Regions from separate parts of the Mus musculus genome. Here region 1 is linked to region 2. A link is a contact called in public ChIA-PET data. All regions are on one chromosome and are shown on one strand. Each heading gives the region's core, a stretch centred on a gene start, on an enhancer-like site or on the middle of the called end of the contact. The rest is flanking DNA. Distances are from core to core; before and after follow the strand shown. Region 1 has its middle 40 kb from the start of Gm33078. Region 2 overlaps Galnt10 (polypeptide N-acetylgalactosaminyltransferase 10).

Evidence for each region. ChIA-PET counts read pairs in DNA pulled down with a chosen protein or histone mark.
Region 1: an RNA polymerase II ChIA-PET map of memory CD8 T cells shows a contact between it and region 2, with 73 read pairs. The contact joins two enhancer-like sites. A contact is called at or near these places in 1 of 39 promoter capture datasets (liver), 1 of 484 Hi-C or Micro-C datasets (memory CD8 T cells) and 3 of 115 datasets of contacts at active chromatin or transcription factors (bone marrow-derived macrophages, effector CD8 T cells and memory CD8 T cells).

The regions. Positions count from the first base shown.
Region 1 is chr11:57,950,284-57,952,983 of GRCm38.p6, reverse strand. No RefSeq gene overlaps it. Among named protein-coding and RNA genes, the nearest start is that of Gm33078, 40 kb to the right of the region's middle. Within about 2 kb of position 1,268, at least 106 of the 459 cell types and tissues checked have an H3K27ac peak or open chromatin away from gene starts, as enhancers often do. A contact at or near this core is called in effector CD8 T cells and memory CD8 T cells, where this site is marked.
Region 2 is chr11:57,663,581-57,666,304 of GRCm38.p6, reverse strand. The region is part of intron 1 of Galnt10 (polypeptide N-acetylgalactosaminyltransferase 10); the gene reads right to left. Among named protein-coding and RNA genes, the nearest start is that of Gm51896, 6.1 kb to the left of the region's middle. Within about 2 kb of position 1,359, at least 23 of the 459 cell types and tissues checked have an H3K27ac peak or open chromatin away from gene starts, as enhancers often do. A contact at or near this core is called in effector CD8 T cells and memory CD8 T cells, where this site is marked.

The DNA of each region.
Region 1 (2,700 bases), core at 19-2,518, 290 kb before region 2:
AGCCACCACACCCATCTGCCACTTCCTACACATTGGTAATTACCTCTCTGGTCTCCAGTTTCCTTATCTGTAGAATGGGAAAGCATAGCTCATGCCTGAGTGGGTGCCGCTGGGAGCTCTGACATCACTCAGTGTCAGGTGTGTGGTGGCCTCATTTCTAGGAATAGCTTCTGGTCTGGAAATCCCCCACTCTTGTACAAGGAGACTTCACACGCTCTCCTGTTGGGCTCCACCTATCCTCCCCTACCAGCTTTTTCTCAAAACATCTATACTTCTCACACGTTGGTGAAAGCCTAAAGCAACTTGGGGGGAGGGCATCTGCTCTGGCTGTGGTCATGGGGCCTGCACACCAGGACCTCCAACATGGAGACCTGCTCAGCATGTATACCCCAACAGGAGGCAGGGCAGCACGAGTCCTCCTTTCTCTGCTTGGCTTTGAGTGCTCACTTGCAGAGGTGCAGCCAAGCTTCATTTGATTGACAGCTCCAGCCAGGTGGAAGCCGCTCATGCTTGCAGTCCTAGCCCTTGTTTATTCTCTTCTTTAATCTCAATGATCTTACTTACCATTTTCTTTTCAGATTTTTTTTCTTCTTTTTTTATTGAGACAGGGTTTCTCTGTGTAGCCCTGGCTGTCCTGGAACTCACTCTGTAGACCAGGCTGGCCCTGAACTCAGAAATCTGCCTGCTTCTGCCTCCCAAGTGCTTAGTTTAAAGGTGTGCGCCACCTACCCTGCAAGTTGCTTTTTCTTATTGCCTACCTTTTAAAATTTTTGTTAAGATTTATGTAGTCTTTTATGTGCATGGCTGTTTATCTGCGTGTATGCATGTGCACTGTGACTGTGCCCGGTGCCCTGGAACTGGAGATACGGTTGGTAGTGAGCAGCCCTGTGGGTGCCAGGAACTGAATTCACCTTCTTATGCTTTCCCAGGGTCCTCTTGTAGCCTCGGAGCTATTTCTCTGGCCCCTTCCGCACGTCTCTATACGGGTCTCGTGTATCTCAAGCTGCTGACCCTTCCCCATTTTACCAAGAGTGACGCTGAACTCCACATTCGTACACACTCCCTCCAGAGAATTGCCATTACTGGCCTGTTTCACTGCCACGCCCCTACCCTACTTCCATCTCAATTTCATTTTTTATTTCCTCTTTTTACACTTCCTTTTCTTACACCTTTCAAAGATAGCTTTTAAAGTCGGAGTCTTGGTTCTGGAGATGACACAGCCGGAGTCCCCAATGGCGAGTGGTTTCTCTCTGCCTTGCTTCGTGGCAGGAAGTTCACATCATGTCTTGCCACAGGCTTCACACCGTGCACTCCACAGAAGTTGCAGTCTAGGGAGTCTGAAGCCTGCTCCCCTGACTTAACCTGTCGCTTGCTCAGCTTTCTCCTCCAGCCAGGAGCGAAAGCCAAACACAAGATTTCTGTGGGGTGCGTTGAAGCAAGGCTGTAAACCCAGCACAGGAAAGGTAGGAGGCTTGCCACAGGTTAGAGGCCAGTATGGGCCACACTGGGAGACTCTGTCCGGTCACACCAAATGTTTAACTCATCTATTACACTTTAAAGCTGTGACTTTAGGCAGTGACAACTTCTAGTCTTGGTGTCCTCCTTTATAAACTAGCAATGACACTTGGAGAGAGGAGATGAGAACACACATAATTGTTTATTGTCACTTGTCTGCTTCCTAACGTTTAGTCGCATAAATGCTTAGGGAAACAATGCAAGAATAAATTTTCACCTAAGCAAAAACAAATTTAGGTGTCAAAAAGGCTGGCTCATCTGCTTGTCTTTGCCGCCACCTACTGGTCATATATGATAAAGCACATATTTCAAGGCTTGCCAAGATGGCCTTTTGGTTTTTTGTTTTTGCTTTTTGGGTTTTTTTTTTTTTTGAGACAGGGTTTCTCTGTGTAGTCCTGGTGACTGTCCTGGAACTCACTCTGTAGACCAGGCTGGCCTCGAACTCAGAAATACACCTGCCTCTGCCTCCCAAGTGCTGGGATTAAAGGTGTGTGCCACCACTGCCTGGCTGTTTTTGTTTCATTGAGACAGGGTCTCACTTGGCAGCCCTAATTGTCCCAGAACTAACTCTAACTCTCTCTCTCTAACTCTGTCTCTCTCTCTCTGTCTCTCTGTCTCTGTCTGTCTCTGTCTGTCTCTCTGAGTGTGTGTGTGTGTGTGTGTGTGTGTGTGTGTCTGCCACATACTGAGGAGGCCAGAAGAGACTGTCAGATCCCTTGGGGTTACAGGTTGTGAGCTGCCCTGCTTAGAGAACTGAACTCTATCTAGTCCTGGCTGTCCTCCAGCCCGCTACGTAGACCAGACCAGTCTAGAACTTATAGGGATAAAGCGATCCTTCTGCCTCTGCTTCCTGAGTGCTAGGATAAAAGTCATGTGCCACCACTGCCCACTTCTGACTCTTCTCTCACACTTACACTCCAGCACTATGTATTTATACTCTCTTCTTAGCTCCCACCCCTTAGTTAGGCTTCTGATGCTGTGATAAAACCACAACTTAAGGAGGAAAGATTTATTTCAGCTTCCAACTCTTAGGTCACTCTTTACCACTGAGGGAAGCCAGGGCAGGAACTCAGGACAGGAACCTGGAGGCAGGAGCTGATGCAGAAGTCATGGAGAAATGCTGCTTACCGGCTTGCTCACCCATGGCTTGCTAAGCCTGCTTTCTTATATGACCCAGGAACAGCT
Region 2 (2,724 bases), core at 110-2,609:
TGAGTCACTTGGTCTAGGGGAAGCTAGTTGCCACAGTGTGAGGTCACCGAAGCCTCTTGTGGACAGGTCCATATTTTGAGCAACTAAGGCTTTGCTCCTACACCACGTCCTCTGGGAGCAGACTGCCTAATGCAAGGGATACTCCAGAAGCCTGCAACATGACCGCCATCTTTAAAAAAAAAAAACCTTACTTTTCATTTCATGCTTGCACACTCTACATGTGTGGGGGTATCCACATGTGAGTGTACATGTGCACATGTGAGTGTGTGTGTGTACATGTGTATATGAAAGCTTCAGGTCGACGTCAGGAAACATCTCTACCTTAAGCATTGAGGCAGGGTTTCTCAATCAAACCCAGAGTTCATCAATATGGCTAGTCTCAGGAGCAGTTTGCTCTGGGATCCCATGACTCTGCCTTCAGAATCTGGAATAACAGTTTGGCTGCCATGCCCACCCAACATTTAGACAGATTCTTGGAATCAACACTGTAGTCTTCATACCTGCAGGACAGGGCTTTAACCACTAAGTCACTTCCCTGGTCCCCCATTTATCCTCCTCCTCCTTCTCCTCCTCCTCCTCCTCCTCCTCCTCCTCCTCCTCCTCCTCCTCTTCCTCCTCCTCCTCCTCCTCCTCCCTCCTTCCCCTCTCCCTCCCTCCCCCTTCCTCCTCCCAGAGAGAGACCAATCAGAGTACAACTTTTTGGGAGTTGGTTCTCTCCTCTCACCATGGCTTCTAGAGCTCAAACTCAGGCTCTCAGGCTTCACCAGCCCTCATTTGTTCGTTTTCACAGAGTCTCATGTAACCCACACTAGCCTCAAACCCACTAGTCACCAGGAATGGCTCTGAGCTTCTAATTCTTTTGCCTCCACCCTCCCCGTGCTGGGACTACAAATACCCATGGCCACGCCCAATTTAAAGTAGGCATACTGAGCCATCCCCTTAACTGTAATTTCTTAGGACCCAGAACTAGAATCTTCCAGCAGAGCCAGAATCCTCGACCCACCCAGACCCAGATCAAATAAATATTTGTGGGTTAAGCTTCCATGTGTGAGAGTAAATTTTAGATAGCAATAAATAATCAAAAAAGGGAAATACAGTGTGTTCAAGAACAGGTGGGCAACAGGAAAATAGTGGGTTTTATTTATTTCTTTTAACAGAGAAAGAGCAATCTACAAAGTTGGAAATCAGACTGTAAATCTAAGACCACCTGGCTTCATACAATCAAAAAAATCATCACAAGAAGGAGGGGGGGTGTAGGCAGATGGACCCCATGGTGGAACCTGACAGCATAGCACAGCACCTTCCCTGATGTAGAGATACCTCCACAGGAAGAGATGGCTCCACACCCACCCAGGGTCACAGTGCCTGCTGGCAGGTGCCTGTCTCCGCAGTTTCCTGCCTCCGCCTCTGAACTTAAGACTTCTCTTCCTCCTCCCAGCTCCTCCTTTCTCTTTCATTCACTCACTTCTACGCACGGTGGGATTTTATATTTTATTACTTTTTGTTTTCTGATGACCATGAATTCCTGATCCTCCTGCCTCCACCTCCTGAGCTCCGGGCAGGACTGTACCACCATGTTCCGTTTGTGTGGTGCTTGGAATGGAAGCCAGGACTTCTCACAAGATAGGCTAAACTCACGGTGGCAATCCTGTCTGAGCCTTTGCAGGGCTGGGATTGCTATGGGTGCACGCTGTTGTACCCTGCTTGCTCTCGGAGTTATGCAATTCTCTAGTATAAATTTTAAACTTGAAGAAAAAGACCCTGGCAGGGGAAACAGCTTCTGTCACTTTCTCTGCAATCTGACTACCACCCTCACACCCATTTCTCCTCCCACCTTTCTCTGTCTCCAACTGTTTTTTCTGACCCGTTTGAAAATTGAAATAACATTATTTTTCATTGGTGTCTCCTAAGAATAAAGACATCCACGTGATCACAACACTGCTGTCTAACTACAGCCCACACCCAAAAGTTGCCCGTTTCTCCATAACATTCTTTACACCTGTTATTTCTTCTAGTCAGGGGTCTCATGTAGCTCAGACTGGCCCTGAAATTGTAATGTAGCAAAGGATGACCTTGAACTCCTGATCTTCCTTCTACCCCCCTCTGAGAGCTGAGATTATGAGCCCACGATGCCACCCCTTGACACTATGCTCAGCTAGGCTTCCTTATTTTAATTCTGGTCCAGGAGAGCACCCAACTTTATTCATTGCTTTTCTCACTCATAAGGTCTGACCCGGGGCAGGCACTGTGTAAAACAGGAGGGATAAAACGGTGGGGAAGCAGACACAGCTACTGTCCTTGCGGATTTATAGTTAACAGCAAGAGGGACTCGTCAAACAACCTGAGTTTAAGACTGTATAAACTAAGACATGGAGCTTTAAAGGGAGAAGATCCATAAGTGGGCTGTGGGCCAGGGAAGTCCCACCTCAGAGGAAAAGATGCCCGAGCTGAGATCGGAAAGGGACCACAGCATCAGCACAGCGAACTGGATGTGTGGGAATGCTTCCGGTGCGTGCAAACTTGTGTGTTGTGAGTGTGCGCAGGCGTGCATGTCTGGTCTGTGTGTATGTGTGTGTAGTGCATGAGCAGTGTATGTATACATGTATATGTGTTGGTGTGTGTTTGGCATGTGTGTGCATCTCTGGTGTATGCGTGTGTGGCCCGTAAGTGTTTGGCGCATGTGGTGTGTACACATAGTATATTGGGTACATGCATGTTCTTGGC